Linked DNA regions of Mus musculus: regions 1, 3, 4, 5, 6 and 7 are each linked to region 2. Evidence: chromatin contacts called from public Hi-C, HiChIP or PLAC-seq and Micro-C data. All regions are on one chromosome and are shown on one strand. The core of a region is the stretch at or near the end of the contact, and the rest is flanking DNA. Distances in the headings are between cores, read along the strand shown. Region 1 holds the start of Eps15 (epidermal growth factor receptor pathway substrate 15). Region 2 holds the start of Zfyve9 (zinc finger, FYVE domain containing 9). Region 3 holds the start of Osbpl9 (oxysterol binding protein-like 9). Region 4 overlaps Osbpl9 (oxysterol binding protein-like 9). Region 5 holds the start of Tut4 (terminal uridylyl transferase 4). Region 6 holds the start of Gpx7 (glutathione peroxidase 7). Region 7 holds the start of Coa7 (cytochrome c oxidase assembly factor 7).

Evidence for each region. A called contact is a pair of places that touch in the nucleus more often than the background predicts. HiChIP or PLAC-seq counts read pairs in DNA pulled down with a chosen protein or histone mark.
Region 1: a contact with region 2 is called in an H3K27ac HiChIP or PLAC-seq map of embryonic stem cells, with 7 read pairs. The contact joins the promoter of Eps15 here to the promoter of Zfyve9 in region 2. A contact is called at or near these places in 2 of 39 promoter capture datasets (cranial neural crest and second pharyngeal arch cranial neural crest) and 1 of 115 datasets of contacts at active chromatin or transcription factors (embryonic stem cells).
Region 3: a contact with region 2 is called in a Micro-C map of embryonic stem cells, with 5 times the contacts expected there. The contact joins the promoter of Osbpl9 here to the promoter of Zfyve9 in region 2. A contact is called at or near these places in 5 of 39 promoter capture datasets (the HPC-7 cell line, liver, pre-B cells and 1 more), 2 of 484 Hi-C or Micro-C datasets (Th1 cells and embryonic stem cells), 1 of 115 datasets of contacts at active chromatin or transcription factors (large pre-B cells) and 1 of 9 other capture datasets (liver).
Region 4: a contact with region 2 is called in an H3K27ac HiChIP or PLAC-seq map of extraembryonic endoderm stem cells, with 2.7 times the contacts expected there. The contact joins the enhancer-like site here to the promoter of Zfyve9 in region 2. A contact is called at or near these places in 5 of 39 promoter capture datasets (the HPC-7 cell line, HPC-7-derived erythroid cells, embryonic stem cells and 2 more), 1 of 115 datasets of contacts at active chromatin or transcription factors (extraembryonic endoderm stem cells) and 2 of 9 other capture datasets (adipose tissue and liver).
Region 5: a Micro-C map of embryonic stem cells shows a contact between it and region 2, with 4 times the contacts expected there. The contact joins the promoter of Tut4 here to the promoter of Zfyve9 in region 2. A contact is called at or near these places in 1 of 39 promoter capture datasets (cranial neural crest), 3 of 484 Hi-C or Micro-C datasets (all in embryonic stem cells) and 1 of 9 other capture datasets (adipose tissue).
Region 6: a contact with region 2 is called in a Hi-C map of muscle stem cells, with 8 times the contacts expected there. The contact joins the promoter of Gpx7 here to the promoter of Zfyve9 in region 2. A contact is called at or near these places in 1 of 39 promoter capture datasets (liver) and 1 of 484 Hi-C or Micro-C datasets (muscle stem cells).
Region 7: a Hi-C map of cerebellum shows a contact between it and region 2, with 2.1 times the contacts expected there. The contact joins the promoter of Coa7 here to the promoter of Zfyve9 in region 2. A contact is called at or near these places in 6 of 39 promoter capture datasets (cranial neural crest, hippocampal neurons, liver and 2 more), 10 of 484 Hi-C or Micro-C datasets (CD4 T cells, the HL-1 cell line, the N1E-115 cell line and 7 more) and 4 of 115 datasets of contacts at active chromatin or transcription factors (astrocytes, embryonic basal ganglia, embryonic forebrain and 1 more).

Annotation. Positions count from the first base shown.
Region 1 is chr4:109,278,898-109,281,597 of GRCm38.p6, reverse strand. Eps15 (epidermal growth factor receptor pathway substrate 15) reads right to left here and starts at 1,323. Exons shown (of 25, transcript NM_007943.3): 1 at 1,154-1,323. The coding sequence starts at 1,186. Gm40225 (a long non-coding RNA gene) reads left to right here and starts at 1,275. Exons shown (of 3, transcript XR_868003.2): 1 at 1,275-1,576.
Region 2 is chr4:108,779,427-108,782,126 of GRCm38.p6, reverse strand. It overlaps Zfyve9 (zinc finger, FYVE domain containing 9), which reads left to right and starts at 1,288. Exons shown (of 19, transcript NM_001384118.1): 1 at 1,288-1,674.
Region 3 is chr4:109,200,876-109,203,575 of GRCm38.p6, reverse strand. It overlaps Osbpl9 (oxysterol binding protein-like 9), which reads left to right and starts at 1,304. Exons shown (of 24, transcript NM_001368727.1): 1 at 1,304-1,471. The coding sequence starts at 1,361. It overlaps Gm46867 (a long non-coding RNA gene), which reads right to left and starts at 1,383. Exons shown (of 3, transcript XR_001784406.1): 1 at 1,327-1,383.
Region 4 is chr4:109,172,621-109,175,320 of GRCm38.p6, reverse strand. All of the region lies in intron 1 of Osbpl9 (oxysterol binding protein-like 9), which reads left to right. Among named protein-coding and RNA genes, the nearest start is that of Gm46867, 28 kb to the left of the region's middle. Within about 2 kb of position 1,445, at least 60 of the 459 cell types and tissues checked have an H3K27ac peak or open chromatin away from gene starts, as enhancers often do. A contact at or near this core is called in adipose tissue, embryonic stem cells and extraembryonic endoderm stem cells, where this site is marked.
Region 5 is chr4:108,458,111-108,460,921 of GRCm38.p6, reverse strand. It overlaps Tut4 (terminal uridylyl transferase 4), which reads right to left and starts at 1,512. Exons shown (of 31, transcript NM_175472.4): 1 at 1,283-1,512; 2 at 722-905.
Region 6 is chr4:108,405,319-108,408,039 of GRCm38.p6, reverse strand. It overlaps Gpx7 (glutathione peroxidase 7), which reads left to right and starts at 1,327. Exons shown (of 3, transcript NM_024198.3): 1 at 1,327-1,497. The coding sequence starts at 1,363. It overlaps Gm32297 (a long non-coding RNA gene), which reads right to left. Exons shown (of 6, transcript XR_003955247.1): 5 at 2,254-2,465; 6 at 1,493-1,924.
Region 7 is chr4:108,326,827-108,329,526 of GRCm38.p6, reverse strand. It overlaps Coa7 (cytochrome c oxidase assembly factor 7), which reads right to left and starts at 1,375. Exons shown (of 3, transcript NM_027250.4): 1 at 1,237-1,375. The coding sequence starts at 1,342.

The DNA of each region.
Region 1 (2,700 bases), core at 74-2,573, 500 kb before region 2:
TGGCTCCTGGGGAAAATACTTTTTTATCTCCAAGTTCTTGGAAAGAAACACCTCAAAACCTCTTTATCATAACATAGAAATAATCTATTACCCAAACACATGCCCTACCTTATAAGTACAGGCAAATCTAGGCCAAGGAGACAAGATGGCAGGGAGCTATCACAGGGCAGGCTGATAGGCTGAGGTGGGCTTATACCAGGGAGTACACAGCCCCCAGCTATGGAGAAGGCAAACTTCTGGGCAGTGAAGATGAAAGGGACTGGCAGGTGTTTGGTACCTCATCCCTCCTGGGTGTCTTGAGATGACTACGCTTGGTTTTACAGAAACGGAGAACTCAGGTTCTCCTAAGTGAGTGATGTTTAGATGTATCCCTCGAGGATGGGGCTCTGAAGGAAGAGAACATTTTAATAATGATGATGATGATAAAGAGGCGAGACTCCGAGAACAGACTCCGAGAACAGCTTTTGGTCGAGATCGTCCCAGGACAAAGTTATCTCCCCGGTGGTTCCGGGCACCAGGGAGGAAAGAGGCGCCCCACCTGCAGAAGGCTGGCACCATGACCCCTCGGACGACGATCAGAGACGGCGCCCTCGCGGGTGGGAAAGTCTGCAAGGGGATCTGAGCAGAAGTGAGTGGGTCAAGTGCCCGGACAGGATGCGACTTCTGGAAGCCAGGCTGACTTGAGGGAACTGAGGGGAACTCGGCAGTCGTCGCTCCCGCGGACCGGAGCAGAGCGAAGCTGAGGGAACCCTGCCCCGCCGAAGTCGAGCCTCGCATCGCCCGCGGCCGCTGTCTAGCGTGAGCCCCACCGGAGCTCACCTGGCGGCCGTCAGGCCCGGAGGAGAAACTTGCCGAGAAGGTGAGCGCCGACGGGACCTGGAGGAGAGCGGCGCGGAGACCCGCGGCGGGGGCGGCGGCCGGGTGGGAGCCGCGCGGGGCGGAGCCGAGAGCCCGGCGACCCGGGGCGGGGGTGCGGCGGCCCCGGCTCGCCGCTCCCGCTCCGACTCGGGATGGCGCCCGCACTCCTCACACGCGCTCCCACCGTGCGGCCCGAGGGCAGCCGCCGCGCCAGCGCCCCAGAGCGGTGGAGGGGGGGAGGGAGGGCCGGGGAACCCCGGCGGGTCGAGCCGGGCCGACCGGCGGGCGGCGTTACCTGTGTCAGGGAGAGCTGGGCTGCCGCAGCCATGGTGTTTCCATCATGCACGGGAGGGGAAGGAAGGACGGACGGACGGGGGCCCGGGGCGGGAAGGAGGCGGAGGGACAGGCCGTAGGCGAGGCCGGCGGCCGGGCGTCTCCCCGAACTTCGACAACTTCCCTCCTCACGCCGCCCCGCCCCGCCCCGCCCCGCCGGCCTCACAGGCCGTGGCGGCGCGCAAAGCCCGGAGCGGGAGTCTGAGCCGCGGAACCAGGCCCTGACCCCGGCCTCCCTGGAAAACCCGGTGCGGATAGGGCTCTGGGGTGGACGGTCAGCGGAGGCGGCGCCACAGAGACCTGAGTTTAGGCAGGTCACCCACCATCCTTCTTCCTGGGCTGCTGTTTTCTGTAAAGTGCGGGGAGAAATTAGAACCATGTCCAGGTGGGTTGTGGGAACTAAAAAAGTAATGGTACTAAGTAATGACAGGAGCGGTTTAGTAGTAATAACATTAAATAATTCTGATTGTGTGTGATTCTGCACTAAATGCTTTTGTTTGTTTGCTGTTTGTTTAAAACAAGGTCTCTCTCTGTGTAGCCATGGCTATCCCGAAGCTCACTGTATAGATCAGGCTGGCCTCAAACTCACAGAGATCCACTTCCCTCTGCCTCCAGAGTGCTGGGATTAAGGAGATGTACCACTACTCCAGGCCTAAATACTTTTTTAAAAAATTGTGTGAATAGGGGATTTGAAACAGAAAGAAGTTATACAAATGAGGATGGTGAAAGCCAGCCAGGCATGGTGGCACATACCTTTAATCTCTGAGAGTTCCATGCCAGCCTGCTCTACATAGTGAGTTCAAGGACACATAGTAAGGCCCTGACTGAAATAAAAAGAAAAGGGCCTCCCCGAAAAGAAAAAACAAAACAAAACAAAACAACTCTCTTACCCGAAGTTTAAAAACTAACTAGAAAGCTGGATTACAAATCTTTCTACCTGCTATCACATTAAGAAGGCATGTAAATCCTTCTAAAGTAAAAATCTTGGGAGCAAGAAGGAACTGCTTGCCTTGCCTGCTCCCTGTCCTGCCTAGACTGTTTAATTTAAAAAAAAAAAAAAAAAAAAAAAAAAAAAGCAGGTGTAGGGCCACAGTGGAGTTCAGAGGTACAGTGAGTGCATAAAGTCCCATCTCAAATTCTTTTTTTTTTTTTTGTCTGGTTGGTTGGTTGGTTTTGGTTTTGGTTTTTTGAGACAGGGTTTCTCTGTATAGCTCTGGCTGTCCTGGAACTCACTCTGTAGACCAGGCTGGCCTTGAACTCAGAAATCTGCCTGCCTCAGCCTCCCAAGTGCTGAGATTAAAGGAATGTGCCACCAGTGCCCGGTTCCTCTCAAATTCCTTTTTGTCATAAATGCCACCTCTTGACAGAGTATTGTCTCTCCAAACTAGTGTTCATACTCTTTTGTTGACTTTACTAGAAGAGGGCAACAACCTCCTAATGACCTGTTTACATAAGTCTAACCACCCCCCTCAGCTCACCAGTGGCAGAGATTTTTTAATATATATGTAT
Region 2 (2,700 bases), core at 39-2,538:
AGGGAAATTTCACTTAGACCAGGATGATGAGAATGACCTTTTGATAGGAACACACACACACACACACACACACACACACACACACACACGCGCACACGCACACACACACACACACACACACACACAGACACACACGAGCGGGGTTGGGGAGTGTGGTGGGATAAACACACACAGATGGGCACAATCTCCAGATTAAGAATGACTAAGTAAGTGTTAGGGTGTTCTGGAATTAACAAAAATTGGAACTATAGGCCCGTCCTTCCATCCCCAACCTTCACAACCAGCTAGGCAGGCAGGAGAAAACAGAGGTTCAAAAATATTACATAACTTGCCAGGGTCATAAAACTCTACATGATGTAACTGGAACCAGTGGCATCAGGATCTGCCTGACACCAAAGTCCTTGCTTGTTCCAGTATAGCTCCCAGAAACAAAACCAACCAACCAACCAACCAAACAAACACAGTATTTGGGAATTTGAGGGACCAGGGGATTTAAAATTTTTTTTTTCTTTTTCCTATTTCCCTTCTGACAGTCTTTAGTTGTGACGTTATGTTAGCATCCTAGAGGCTGGGCAAGATCAAACAGGAGGCATTTGTAAACAAAATGACTGCATAGCCTTTAATATAACCACAACAATTTCCTTCTTTCAGAGTTTTTATCTAGGATTTGATAAGGGGTGGGTGACCCAGAAGTGGTAGAGGTGGTGGCCAGGGTTAAGTTAGTAAAAGGATGAGTCTTTTCTTACCTTTAAGTTGTTTATCGGTTTCAGGACAACCCGTTGGTTATTCTCTTCTCTTTGTCAGCGTTTTTTAAATTTTGTTTTGTTTTGTTTGTTTGTTTTTTGTTTTCTCCCCCCTACTTTGTAGGTAAGGATAGGGTTTAAGGAATTCTATAGCACATTTCTGTAGTGAATCTGCACAGTAGCTCCAAAAAAGTTGAGGTCAAAGATGATTCCTTTATCTGCTTTGGGAAGGGATTGTGCATGTGCTTAGGAAAAGAAAAAAGGGATTTGTTCTGGGTCACGCTCCTTTCATACTGACGCACTGAGGGAATTAAAAGGGACCCCCTGTCTCCACGAGAAATGAACCGAGATTCCCTCACATTCCCGCTCTCGGAGACGAGTGACGAAAGCATTCACATACCTTCTTGGAGGGAAGAAAAAGGTGCTGGGGTCTGACGGGGGTGGGGTGTGGGGGGAGCCGACAGCTTCCGGCTCCCGGGAAGCCGCGTCAGGGGCGGGCCACGGGCCGCGGGCGGCGCAGGGCGCACGGGGCCCCGCCACCCCCAGGCCGCGCTGCCTCGCGTTCCCTGCCGCTCGTGCCCGGTGCGGCCGCCGCAGTCCCGGCGCCGTAGCGGGACGTGGGGTCCAGGGGGCGCTGTGGCCCAGCGGCGCGGGCGGCTGAAGCGGCCACCGCGGCGGCGCCCGAGGCTTCGCCGAGCCCGTCTGCCTGCATCGCCTCGGTTGTCCCGCCGTAAGCTGCGCCCCCGGCCGCGCTCGGCCGCGCTCGGCCGCGCTTTCCCGGACCCGCGTGGCTGAGGCGGCTGGAGGGGCGCTGGGCCTCAGTCCCGGCCGCTGAGACCGCAGCCCCCTCAGGAGTGCGAGGCTTCGCGGCGGAGCCCCGCTGAGGACGAGGCTCTCGGCTGAGTGACGACCCCCGGGCCATGGAGAGGCGGTGAGTGTGGCGCGCTGCGGTTCGGGGCTCGTCTGCTTGCGCCGCCCAGGGGTCCTGGCGCCAGCTATTGGGCCGGGCGGACGGAGCGTCCTGCCAGTGCGGCCGCCGCGGGCACCCCGGAGCTCTGGGGCCTCGGCCCTTTCTCCGTGGGTCCCCGGGAGATTGAAGGCGTGCGGGGGGCGACTAGGCCCCGAGTCGCCGGGAAGCCCTTAGCCGGGCCTGGGTTCCGGCGCGGCCGGGTACGTGAAGATCGGGCTGGCGGCCGCACCGGTGCCCTTCGCGTTTGTCCCGGGCGGGGCCGAGCGTGCCTTCCTTCCCAGGGCCCTTCGAGCACATCCCGGAGGGAGGCAGAGGACGCTTGTTTGCAAACAGCTTTGGCTTGCCTGCTCCGCGTACTGAGTCCTGCGGAGCCACCCCCTGGGTGGGGAGTGGTGAGTATTGAGGTGCAGAGAGTGCGGGGCACTCGGAGCCCCTGGTACTCCAGGAGTAGCATTCACGCCTCCCTTGCTGGAGACACAGCCTTTTGCGTCCTTTTTTGAGGTGAAATTTCATCACCTGCCGCTAGCTCATCCTTTCCTCCTTATGTTACATCTTGTCTCTGAGCGAGGTCTGCTTTGGAGAAAGCCCCATCCCATCTTTGCTATGCTAAGTTTCCTAGCTACTCACAGTTAAAAAAAGAAAAAAAAAATCTTTTAGGAAGATGTCTTTTCCACCTTTAGAGAGACAGGAAATGTTTTAATGCCCCAGTCCTTGGTACAAAAATGTTTTACTCAAATAGAGAACGGATGGCAAGAAGATTTTAAATCATACTAATTACCCTAATTGCAAGGACATGCCGAAAATGGGATATAAACTCAGTTGTACAAGAAAAATGATTTGTTTTGTTCTGGTAAGGATGTAAAAAAAAGTTAGTGATTGTAGTTTGACATTACACGTCAGATATTGGGTGCTTCTTGTTTATGATAAATGTGATTACAGGTTATTCTCATTTTTCTACTATATAGGACTTATATGTACATCTAGAAC
Region 3 (2,700 bases), core at 55-2,554, 420 kb before region 2:
CATTCTGTAAGTATTTTTACTCTAAAGATCCCTGACTAATATAGCAGGGGTAGAATGTTCTCCTGGCATGCACAAAGCCCTAGATTTTTCTCTACAGTAAAACAACAAAACAAAACAAGAAGTATATGAGTTCTTTTTGCCTGCATGCATATCTGTGTACTACATACATGTCTGGGGCCAGGGAGGCCAAAAGAGGATCACTGGGTTCTTCTTCCCCTTCTTTTTCTAGATTTATTTATTTATTTTATGTATGTGAGTACACAGTTGGTCTTCAGACACACCAGAAGAGGGAATCAGATCTCATTACAAATGGTTGTGAGCCACCCTGTGGTTGCTGGGAATTGAACTCAGGACCTCTGCAAGAGCAGTCAGTGCTTACCCGATGATGAGCCATCTCTCCAGCTTTCCCAATCACTAGGTTCTTAAATATAGAATTCTTTGGCCAGGTGTGGTGGCTCTCACCTTTAACCCAAGCCCAGAAGCAGACAGATCTCTGTGAGTTAGAGGACAGCCTGGTCTACCTATATATAGCAAATACCAGAACAGCCAAGGCTGCAAAAGAGACTCTGTCTCCAAAAAAAAAAAAAAAAAAAAAAAAAAACAAAAAACCCAACAAAACTTATGTTACAATTTAAAAAAAAGTTTTATGTAGCACCCACTACTCTCAAACTCATTATGTAGTCAAGGATTATCTTGAACTTACAAAAAAAAAATTTAGTTTTAGTTATATGTACTTTAGTGAGTATGTCTGAGTGGGGTGGGAATATTTGCTCCTAAGTGCTGGTACCCTCAGTTCTGATGGCCTGGAGTTACAGGCAGTTGTGTGCTCCCCTACCCTCCAGATCCTCTTGAAGATGTTTTTCTCTTATTCTCTCTGTCTGTCTGTCTCTCCCTCCCTCCCTTACACCCACCTCTAAACCCCCCTCCCCTCCGTCTCTCTGTCCCCCCACTCCCCTTTTCTCCTTCTCTCCTTTTTTTCTTTTCTTTTTTTTGTCAGTCTTACTTAGCTGAGTCTGGCTTTGAACTACCGATCCTCTGGTCTCCCAAGTGCTGGGATTACAGGTATCCACCTTCACGCCTGTTTTGGATAAATAATCTAAATATTCACGCTCGCTTTCTCAGTTTTCTGCCTCCATAACAGCCCGCCCTATACACAATAGGCGAAGAGAGAAAGAAACAAAGCATGCTTGACTAGGATTGCCAGGGGCGTGGGTCCACCAGCTGCACAGAGGAGCCGCACCTGGCCCCGCCCACTCACGCCCTGGTCCCGCCTAGGCTCTCGGAGACCCCGCCCCCTGCATGCCGAATGCCATATAGGCGACTGACGTCAGGCCGTTTGTTGTCATTGGCGGCTCCCAAGATGGCGTCCATCGTGGAAGGGCCGCTGAGCAAATGGACTAACGTGATGAAGGGATGGCAGTATCGTTGGTTCGTGCTGGACTACAATGCAGGGCTGCTCTCCTACTACACGGTGAGTGGCTGAGGCCGCGCTGCTGGGACGGCGAGCTACGCGGAGCCGGGGCGGGGGTGCTCCGCTGAGAGACCGCCGTACGCGAGGTTCCCTTGTGGAGGAGGGCTTTGCGTGCGGGTAGCCAATGACCAGAAGGGAGATGCGGACCCAGCCAGTGAGCAGCGCCGGCCGGCTGATTTATGGGCCGGGGGCGAGCCGGGTGTCTCAGGGAGTGGTTCTGTGACTAGGTAGGGTCTGCGCTGAGACGAGGTACGGGTGGGCGTAGTCCCGGTGTGGCAGGTCAGCCTAGCTGTCCACACTGTGCGTCTCTCCTGTCCCCAGCCCGGGCACTGGCCGCACCCCTTAGCTTCCCTCCAGGGCTCGAAGAGCGCTGCCTTCTCGGAGCAGTGGTCAGAGGAACCTGGCCAGGTCCAAAGGTGACCCGCGTCCACACCGTGGGCTCTGAAATCCCATCAGTCTGTCCAGCAAGGCTGTCCTACTGTGGGGATGCACCCCTCTTTCCAGCGGGGCACGAGTGTAACGGACTCCGTAACTTTTGAGAGCAGAGGATTCCCTCTGCGCGAGTCTTCTGGTTGCGGAGATGTAGAAAGAGATGGTGCAGTTGCCCTGAAAGTTGTGTTCTGGAGAGGACCGACTTCGCTGTTGTTGACGCGAGTTAGTGGCCCAGGGTAGGTAGATGAAATGCTGTGGAGCCTATGTTCTGACCGCCTCTTCCACCTCCTTCGCATTAGAAATGGAAGGTGGGCGGTGTTGGAGAAATTACTAACGGGGCCACTTTCTTTGAGCTGTATTGTTAATAATAGCCCGTGAGAAGAAGAAAAGCACCCAGAAGGACAAAATATAGAATGTCTTGAAGGCTTTAGAAAATGATAGAAGAAAAACGAAGAAATACGATTATGGGAGAAGAGTTAGTGTGGATGAGGGAAGTAGGGACACATAGTTATTCATTCATTTAAAAATATCATTGAGTTCCTGTCCTGCGGGTCTTCATTCCAGCAAGAATCGACAGCTGTGTAGACGCTGCCTCTCTTCTCGAGCTTTTAGTGTAGTCTAGTGGGCACCTTAATTCATTTACTCTTAATAAATTTGCAAGGTAGGTATTCATTATTCCCATTTAATGCTCCCATTTTACAGTTTTGGAATCTGAGACTCCAGGCTTTTAAGTAATTAGCTCAAGATCACATACACAGCTGTAAGTGGTGGAGTCAGGCTTCCCATTAAATTTCTCT
Region 4 (2,700 bases), core at 196-2,695, 390 kb before region 2:
CTTCTTTATCTGTGGATATGTGTGTGTGTGTGTGTGTGTGTGTGTGTGTGTGTATTATATATATTCTTATAACTAACTCTAGAAATTATAGGGAATTGAAATTATTTTGTACATTTAAAGAATAACTTTCATATAAATGGTATCTGCAGCTTTGGAGCCTAAATGGAGAATATTTTGAATGTTTCTTGATTTAAAAAATTTTATTTACTATAAATGGTGTGTATGTGTGTGTTGTATAGCAGATGTGTCCAAGGCATAGGCTTGAAGACTACTTTTGGGAATCAGTTCTCTTCTCCCACCAAGGGATCTAGGTCAAGTTGTAGGGCTTTTGTAGCAAGCAGTTTTACCCACTGAACCATCTTGCTGGCCCTTGAAGATTTAAAAAAAAAAAACTTTAAAAATTTTATTTTATGTATATGCTTGCATGCACTTAAGTACCTGATGTGTACAGTGCCCATAGAGGCCAGAAGAGGGTGTTCAGTCCCTGGAAGTGGAGTTACAGTGATTGTGAGACACCATGTGGTGCTGGGGACTGAACCCAGGCTCTCTGCAAGAGCCACCCGTGCGCTTAGGCTCCAAATCATCTCTCCAGCCCCTATGGATGGCTTCTTAAGTGGAATCCTGAAGTTCATCTAAAGTAAGAAAACATAGCCTCAGACTAAAGCGATTCAGAACCCCTGTTGGGCAACAGATTTAATACATTGAGCTGAGTGGTTCTTACATGCTCTTAAAATGACTTTCCTATTCCAGGATATAATTTTCACACTCCACTGGGAAAGAAAATATTTGTTATTCTTTGAGATCAGAGAAAAATGAAAAAATTAATTATTATGACATGCTCTACAGCTTTTGATTAGAACGCAGAGAAATCCAGGGAAGTTTTATTTCCCCACAATATTATGAAGGGAAAGATTGTCTTTTAAAAATGGCTTTTTGGCAGGAATGGTTATAATGTAGTCCAGGGCCTCAGCTAGAATTTCCTGAGGGTAAGCAGGATTAGCTTGTTAAGGAACCTGGAACATGGGCAGGCACTGCAGGCAAGAGAACAGTCTGTCAAAGCCCTTAGGCATGAAGGACTGGCTGGTTCAGGGAGCTGGAAAGTCAGGCTGGGCCACAGGAATGGTGGGAGCTTTTGGACTGCAAGATTATTTTGTTCTGGTTTGCTTGACATATTTATCTTTATTTTGAAACAGTCTCCGTATGTAGCCCAAGCTGGCCTGGAGCTCGTGAGGATCATCCAGACCTAGACTTGAGAGCAGTTGGGCTGGTCTCGATAACAGAGTTCAGGGGGCACCACCTGGAGTGTTCCAGATTATTGTGTTCCTGAAGAAAGAATCCAACAGGCTCGGGGAGATATTAACAGGCAAAGGAGACAGCTTACTGAAGAAGGAGCCGCAGAGGGGTGGTGCCGGATGGAGCTCAGGTCCCTAGTGTGCTGCCAGTGCCTTACCCAGGAGCCAGCAAGCTTCACTGCTGCAGCCCGGGCCCCCACTCTGGATCTCTGGATTCAGAGTTGCTCTCTGTCCTTGCTCCTTTGTGCTTTCTGTGCTCTTGTGTTTGGATTGTTTGTGTGAGACTATTTTTTTATCGTCGGTTATTTTGTAGAATGCTCCATATTCTGATTCGCCTGAGCAGTTCCTCAGCTATTTGTGTAATTGCTTCCAGTTGTTTTAGTGTTTTGTAATTCATAATCCAAATGGAAGCAACATCATTGGCCTGTCTGGCCTTGTGTCTTGTGATTTTAAAAACTGCTTTACAATGCAGGCGGCTCAAGGATGAAGGAGATGGGGGAGGAGGGGAAGGGAGGGCAGGGAAGGGAAGAGGAGAGGAGAGGAGAGGAGAGTGTGTATGTGAATAGCTTTGCATTCTAATCTCATTGGTTGTATTCTAACCTAATGAATGTTTTTGTATCATGTCTTTATTGTTTTGGAGAGAAGATAAATATAGTTCCATAAAAGGGCTATTAAGTGCTTAAGAATGCCTCTCTTAGCAATGCTTTTATTAGTTGCCCTATTAGTAAGGAACTCTTTGATCATGCCCGGTATTTTCCCCCTAAATTATCTATCTGTGTTTGCAAAAATAAAAGCAGACTGTCTTCAGAATATCAGCAATCACTTCTGAACATGAATTCCCATCGCTTAGAAATTTGGAGGTTATAGGTGTCTGGGGCTTCAAGCAGGACAATTGTACAGTCACATGGAGTCTGCTTGTTTTGATTTTTTTTTTTCATACAGGTGGGAAGTGGAAAATATCAATTATTCTACAAGTATTACATATGTATTACAATCCCTCTCCTAGATTTTACTTAGGGTGGCCAATTAATTTCCAGGAGCATTTATTTCCTGGATGTCAGCTCTATGCTTCCTGTAACAGCCTGAGTTCCACCCAGGCTAGTGAGGGGACAGAAGGGACAACAGTGTCTCACCAGGATATGCTTTTTGAGCACCTAATGTATACCAGACACTGCACTAGAGCATACAATAAGCCAAGATAGACTTCTCACCCTCCTAGGAATGCCCCAAAGGCTGTACATGCCCCAATCAAGGAACACACAGGAGGCTGGGCACTCAAGGGTGAGAATCCAGACCAGATGGCTAAGGCACTTTGATGAGTGGCTGCAAAACAGAAAAGGAGACATGACATCTGGGGATTGCACGGAAAGTGTGGTCCCTCCCTCTTGTCCTCATCATGGGGAGAGAT
Region 5 (2,811 bases), core at 263-2,762, 320 kb after region 2:
TTCTTTGAGGTCTAACCACCTCATTCTTTTGTAATCCTGATATCAAAAGGATCAGAAACCACTTGCGAAGGCGTGCGACACACTGGGGAAGTGCTGTCTGTTTACAAATACGAATCTCACAGTTACCCACGTCAAAAGCGCGCAGTACCAGCACCTCTCGACTGGGGGGCGGGGGACAGAGACGGCGGGTGAGCAGGAAACGAAATCCACACAAACCTACCTCTGCTCCCTCCCGACAAGGACAAGCCCGGGGGATGGCGGGGAGGACACGCTGTGTGTGTGTGTGTTTACAAGTGTATATATACATACACATACACAGGGTGAAAGAAAGGCACACAATACAGACAAACACGCACTGGATCTAAGCGAAGGCTAGACCAATCCCGTTAACTCAGATACTCCTACCCCGTCTACAACAGGTTTCGGTGGCCGGACGGGCGCCCCAGCTTTCCCTAAGGTCGGCCCCCCAAAGCCCTCCTCAGGCCGCCCAGGCCGCCTTCTCGACTTCCCTCCTTCCCTCGGCTTTCCCCTGGGACACCAGAAGCCAGTTCCAGCCCAGGAGGAAGTGCCAGGCCCCGAGGGGGCGGCGGAGACGCGCTCCGGCGGCGCGGACACCTGCGAGGCGCCGCACCTGAAGGGGACAAGCTGGGGGCCCCCGGGCTCAGCGGCCGAGCACACCCCCTCGGCAGCCCGCGCAGCGCGGCGGCCCGCAGCCCCGTACCTGAGAAGCCCGCGAGCTACAGGCGCGCGCGACGCCTCCTCATCTCAGAGGCTCCGGCTCCCCCTCCGCCTCCCGCCGCCGCTGCCGCCCCCGTCGCCGTCGCCGCCGCCGCCGTCGCCGCCGCCGATGGAGGCCAGGACACGACGAGCTCAGGACTCCACCGCCATGTCCGCCGCGCCGCGAACTGCATTGTGGGGGGGAAGGGACGGGGAGGGGGAGGAGGAGGGAGCGAGAGAAAGAGGAGGACCCGCTGAGGGGAGGGGGCTGAGGGAGAGTGGCGCCCGGCCGAGGGGGGAGGGGAGTCGGAGGCTCTCCCCAGCCTGGGATCCCGATTGGGATGGGAGGAGATAGCCTCGGAGGCGGGGAGCAGAGCCTCCCAGAGCTGGGTTCAGGGGCTCCCTCTTCTTTAATTCTGGGGATCCCCCCCAAGCACCCGTCAAACCTCGGCGGAGGAGGGGGTAGACCGGGGGGCGTGGGGGGAGGGGCTTCGTTCCGGGGCTCGTGGCGGTCGCCCGGAAACAATGAGGAGGGGATGGAGGTGGGAGGACGGCGCGCACACACCCGCGCTGAGGAGGGAGAGCGGGCGAGCGCGCGCGGGCTCCGATCGGCGCCCGAGCTGGGGGCGGGCGGGCCCCCGAGGGAGAGAGGAAGGGAGGGAGGGAGGGAAAGGGTCGGAGCTACCCGCGGCTCGCTGGCTGGAGCGGGCCTGCAGGGAGAGAGAAAGAGAGAGAGAGGGTCCTGCGGTCCAGCACGCCGACGCCGGGAAGCGGCGCGAGGACGCCGGCGAGCTTAGGGTCGCGTGCACCGTCGCGCTTCTCACGTCAGGCTCCCTGGCTGCGGGCGCCTTGCCTGAGGCCCCCGGGCGGGAAAGGGGGCAGGTTGCCTAGCTGTGCCCCAGGGAGAGGCCGTAGATGTGCAGGCTCGGGCTTGTCACTGTCCGACAGCCCACGCATTTCTTGAATCCTCCGCGACCATTCCTGACTTCTGAGCACTGTCGAGCAGCTAGCAGGAGGGAGCCCCCCACCCCTTCACCCTTGCATCCAGTCCAGTTTTGCATCACCTCAGGACTAACAAAGCAGAGAAATCTTGAGAAATAGTTCGAAAACCATTTCTTTAGTTTCAGGTGGGCATAGAAACAACTACCAAGAACGGCTTCCCTCCTTCCTCCTTTTTTTTTTTTAAATGTGTTAGCTTCCTCTCATTTAAATTTACACTCATGGAAGACTAGAAGGCTTTGTTAGTTTATTTTAATGACACCCCCCCCCCCCGCCCTCAAGCCTCGAGATTATTATTTGACCAGTCTCCTACTTCACTCAGAGCTGGTCAAATCACACAACTGCAGTCCTTGAGGTGGATATTTACTAGGCAGAAAAAGTGTATGGCACTAAACGTGGGGTTTTATAAAGGGAAGCAGCTGAATCTTAAATATTTACAAGGTAATGACAAATTTTCTTGTGACTCACAGACCAGAGCTGCTAAGAGGCTACAGAGAGGCAATTGTCTCTGCAGAGTTCATCGACTTCCTGCTACATCCCAGAACTAAACACCTCTCACATGATATGTCCGTCAGAATCCCCAAAGCTGAACAAGCTTAGTGAGAAGGGACCAAGCATTGCCAACTTACTTCTAGGCATCGAGCTGAGGAGGCTTCATACACTTAACCACCTAATCTTCATAATGATCTTGTGACAATAGATACTATGGCTTCCATTTGCAGAGGAGAAAATATGCTCTGACAATCCCCTTCCCCCTGTCTCTGACTCCAGCAGACCCAGGAGCTGTGGATAGAGGGTAGCCAGTCAACCCTTCCAGCTTGGGGCGATTATCAAACTAATAAAAAATCCAGAGTTGCCTCATCTGAAACATTTTTAAATGTGTCCAAACTTCAGAGAGATAAGGTAAAGAACAGAAGAGGAAATGAAAGTGAAAACCGAATGTTAGGTGTGGTAGATTACAGCTGTAATATCAGCATTCTGGAAGCTGGGGCAGGATGATCACCAGGTCAAAGCCAGACTCTGTAGCCCAGGCTGGCCTCGAACTCAGAAAGCCGCCTGTCTTTGCCTTGATCTCTTTAAAAATAAAAAATAGAC
Region 6 (2,721 bases), core at 78-2,577, 370 kb after region 2:
CTTGTAATTTTTTTTAATACGATGTCTCCCTATTAAGTCACACACAGCTGGCCTGGTACTATATAGACCAGGTTGCCCACTAACTCAGAGATCTGCCCGCCTCTGTCCTCCAAATGCTGGGATTAAAGACATTGGCTATCATGTAGGGCAAGCCTGTAAACTTTATTGTGGCCCTCGGAGGCTGTGTGGCCTCACGACTACCTCCCCTCCCCCACCCCCAAGCGTACTTTCATGTCAGCCAAACTAGTCTTTGTTGCCCATTGTATCATGTTTCACTCTCCCAGGAGGCCTTGTACAACTTTCTGCTTTTACCTGAATAATTTCTATTCATTTGTCAAGAGTTCAGTTCAAACCTCCTTTCGTTTGCCCACACACAACCTCGACTTTATTAGGTGGTACTGTACCGGCCACAACTGTAGTTTTGGAGTTAACTGTAAAATTTTTAGTGTCCTATCTCCCTCTGAATAGGAAGCCCACATGTTTTCCCTCACTGCACGGGGGGTGGGGGTGGGGGGTGGGGGGTGGGGGGTGGGGGGCTAGAGCTGAACTTGGCATAGAACAGGTACTCCAAATGTGTGTTAACTCATACTAAGTCGCCACCGGATGCTTGGCCCTTTATGGGTGTCATAGACGTTTTTCTGCGCCTGGGAAACGCTGTAGCTTGCTATTGAGATCTCTTGTCACTAACTTGAGATTGCAGCTGCTACCCACGTTTGTGTCCACAAAGAGCTTTTAACTGTCAGCTGCTGGAGATACCGGGCCTTCTTGGCTCCTGCTGCACCTCCAGTAAGGAGGCAATAATCCAGTGACTGACTAGATAGGCAAGCTCTCCTAACCCCCATGCACTGCTGGAATCCAAACCGCAGCAGACTTGTCTCCCACACTTGTCTGACTTTGGGGAAACACTACATCCATTAACCTAAAGTTTGTACGCATCGTTCAGCTATCAAATTGTTTTCCAGCACTTTCCCGTTACAGTCCAGTACTCCCAATTCTACACTAGGTAATATTCCCGTAAAGAAACTGGGGCTCAGAGTGGTGGAGCGATCCGCCTAAGGCCAGGCACTAGAAGCTAATCCTCACAGATTTTTCTCCGCTATCTCCCTATTAAGTCTCTGCGCCCTGAGCTTGAGTTTGAGCGAATTTTGGTCTCAGCCTCAAGAAAACAGGATCCTGCGATCTGAAGCTAACCAGCGCAGAGCAGCTAGGGAAACTGAGGTCCAGAGCCGGGACTCTGCGCCTGCAGAGACGACTGAGAAGGGGGCGCGTCCTGCCCAGCGGGCCGCCTCCTCCCGCCCCACACGGCGGGGTCCCCTCCGCCTTGTCTTTGCCCTCGCCAAGTCGCCACCTCGGGAGTGAACCATGGTTGCAGCTGTGGCGACGGCGTGGCTGCTCCTGTGGGCCGCGGCCTGCGCGCAATCCGAGCAGGACTTCTACGACTTCAAGGCGGTCAACATCCGGGGCAAGCTGGTGTCGCTGGAGAAGTACCGTGGCTCGGTGAGTGACGATTCCTTGCGGGCCTGGCGCGGAGGGGAGGGAGGGGCTCCGTGGGGATGCTACTCTCGGGTGTGCCACAGCTCGGACACCACCCTGCTCATCCCAGCCGCGAGATCGGTGCAACCGGCGCTCCCAAACCCTTGCCCACTCAGGCCTGCGGCTACGTGGCACAGCTTAGGAGCCACCCGCGCTGACTGCGCTCTGCGAGGCTCAGGATCTCACCCGGAAGGTGAATGCCCTCCGCTCTCCGCTTTGCCTCTCCCAAGTGGAAAAGAAACCCTAGCCTTTATGGCCCTTTGCCGGTCCAGTCCAGCTTCTGCTCCTGTAACAGTGGGTCCAATGAGAACGCAGAGAGACAAATGTGCAGTGGAGGGAGTGACCATCAAAAATGGACCTTTTCATGATTCTTAGAATCCACCCTCAGGCCCTGAGAGCAAAGATACAACAGTGGAAAGCAATCCAAGTTGTAAGAGAACCCCCTATACACCCTTCCCATCCTTGATCCTCCTAAGACCCACCCCTTAGAGGGCAGTTGTGATGGAGTTGCTAATGGGCCTGCCCTACTCACTAGGCGAATCACAGTAAGAAGGAAGTGTGTCAGGATTGGGTCTTTTAAATAAAACTTGAGCAAGACAGATCAATCCAGACAGAGAGAGCTGGCCAAGTCCAGACACAGAAGCAAAACAACAAGAAAGGTCAGGGTGGACCAGGGATTTCAGCAGCGGGTACTTGAGAGATACAAACTGCTAGACTAACCGGTGTTAGATGAGGCTGACTGCCAGGGAGACTTTGAACTGTAAAGTTCAGAGACTCTGGTGCGATGAAGAATCTTCTCAAGAGAGGAGCATGGTAGCACACACCTTTAATCCCAGCATGCTGAAGGAAGAGAGTCTGTGAGTTCAAGACCAATTTAGTGTCTATCTACATTGGGCGATCCAGAAAGCCAGGGCTACATGGTGAGACCCTATCTTTAAAAAAAAAAAAAAAAAAAAAAAGGTAATTAATTAATTTTTAAAAATCCTTCAAAGAACCTTTTGTCTCTTGAGTTGGAGTTGGAGATCCTGGTGTGAAGACTGCTATTGAACACTAACTGACTTGTGACCCCATCATCCAGAGTTGGATGGTTCAGTAGGCTTTTCTTGCAAGCAAGAGTATCTTTAGGGGCAAAACTATTCTCAATAGCCTTGTTGTTCTCGATTACACTGAGAGTCCTTGCCCTGACCA
Region 7 (2,700 bases), core at 126-2,625, 450 kb after region 2:
CTGGTGAGATGGCTCAGTGGTTAAGGAAACCGACTACTCTTCCAAAGGTCCTGAGTTCAAATCCCAGCAACCACATGGTGGCTCACAACCATCTGTAATGAAATCTGATGCTCTCTTCTGGAGTGTCTGAAGACAGCTACAGTGTACTTACATATAATAAATAAATAAATATAGTCAATTTCTGACCTTTTATTACCTCTGCCTGGCAAAGACTTACAATGGTTCCTTTCCTCCTTCAAAGCTTTATTCAAAAGCCATGTCATTGGGCAGTGCCCTTCACTCAGTTCTTTTTATCACATTTCACTTACCTTAAAAAAACTTTTTTTTCCCTCGAAAAAACTAAAACAAAAAAAAAATTTTTTTTTAAAATTTTGTGCTGGATGGTGGCAGCCCACACCTTCTAGCACTTGAGAAACAGAAGCTTGCAGATATCTTAGTTTCAGGCTAGCCTGATCAACAGAAGGACAGTCAGGACTACACAAAGAATAACACCTCAACAAATTAATTAATTTATTAATTTGTTAACAGGCCTGTGGCTCATGCCAAAAACTCAGAAGATAGAGGAAGCAGTTCTGAGTCCAAGGCTAGCGTGGCCTACACTGTAAGTTCTAGGCCAGTCAAGGCTACATAATGACAGTCTCAAAAAAAAAAAGATTTAATTTTTATTATTTTAAATTATGGATGTGTGTATACGAGCATGTGGTGTGGTGGCAGCAGAGGCCAGAGGCATTGGATCTCCTAGAACTTTAAATGGGCTCCTAATTACTGGACCACCACTCCAATCTCCCTCTCCAATTCTTTTTTTGGGCCGGGTTTTGCTATGTAGTTCAGGCTAGTCCTTAACTCCTGAGTTCTAAGTGATCCTCCTTCCTCAGCCTCCCGAACGCTAGAATTACAGGTGCAAGATGCCAACCAATTCTGGCTCGCATTTACTACTAGCATATATTTCATTTATTTCCTGCATGTTAAATGATTCCCTCAAAGACATGTACACCGAGGTTCTACTTCACCCTCACACCTCCAGTCCTAGCACCCTAAACTTGACTACACAGCATCTAGCCTGAGGGCTCCGCCCTCCGCTGCAGGCCCCGCCCCCGATGCACTACAACTTCCCGCCCACAGGCCCGTAGTGACCCTGACCCGGTCCTTAGGCGTCCTCGGCCCGCCACGTGACCACGACTGCACCCCACGCTCGCTCCCCTCCCCTATGTCCCAGGCTGCGCAGTTGGCGCTCACCCTCCGGGTCCTTCTCGCGGTAGCATTGGTAGTGACACTCCACCTCCATGTTCTCCAGGAAGGACTTCACCTGCTCCTCGTCCTGGAAGTCAACCAAGCCCGCCATGATTCCGACTCCCACAAATCGCTTTGTGGCTCCACCCTCAGTTACGTGAGCCAGCCCAGGGGCGGGGCATGCCGGCGGCGTGCGTGACGTCAGCGCTCCTCAGTACGGGGGCGGGTTGGAAGGAAGGAGACGATTACCGCTTCCCATCATCCTTTGCGGTGGTAGCTCCCCACCCCCCCCACCCCTCCAGGCTTTTATTCTTCTTTTTGGACAGCCCTCTCCCAGGTTTCTGCGTCGGTTTATCTGAGGCCATACTGCCCCTTAATGGTTTTCTCCCTGTAGTCTGGATCAGCCAGACATTCTTCAGTTCCGGTTCTAAAGCCGACACAGCCGGGAGCTCAGGTCCCAGCCTTACCAAAGCTTACAGCGTTGGGCTGCAGCTCACCACCAAGTACTCTGAAGCATCGTAAAACAGAACTTGAAATCTATTCCGAAAGCATTCGTTCATTTGGGTGGCAAGCATTTTGAATACCTTGTGTGTCCCAAATATGGCCGGAAAAACCGAAATAAATAAATCTGTGCAATTGCCACGGGATGCCCTTATCTCTATATTCTTTGTAGACCCATCAAAATCATCCATATTAATATGACTGCGAGTTATGATTAGAACACATCAGTGGTCGGGATTATAGTGACAACATGGTCACTATAATAGTTTTAGAACAGCAGCATGGCGGATTGAAGCCAAGGAACACTATGAAGTCATATGATGCAACAGATCTTACCGAAGAGGTTTATTGGGGCAAGGAGAAAGGGAAAGGCCGATTGGGAATGGACTCATGGTTTTAAAAGCAGTTCCATGACACATCTTTCACAGGATAGCACAAGCTCTGCGTTACTCCAGAGCCTCTGGCTAAAACTGACTTTTATGTATGGCTTCTCCTGTTTTTCCTTTGATAGAATCTCACTTTGAGACAATCCTCCCCCCTCAGCCTACTGAGTACTGTTGCAGATACAAGCTCCCACATCCACCTATCCGTGTTCTTTTTATCTTGTTTATATCTGTAATCACTAGAGGGAGCCCTTAGAATACATGGTCCAGGATGAGAAGGCCTGACCTTTACTTTGGAGCCTCCCTCCTTAACCTACTCCTACTGGATACATCTAGAAGCTTACTTGCTTTGTTCTGTATAACTGAGACAGGCTGACTCCATGACAGGCTTCACATTGGCAGTTCAGGAGACTAGACATAAATCTCTGTTTCCAAGAACTGAGCAAGCCCAGGCCTCAGAAGAGGCCACACCACCTGGCCTCCAGGAGTTCCAGGATAGCTTGGAAAACAGTAAGCCATTATTAAAAAAAAATAATAATAATATTTAGGCTGAAGAAGTAGCTCATCTGTTGGAGAACTTGCCTGG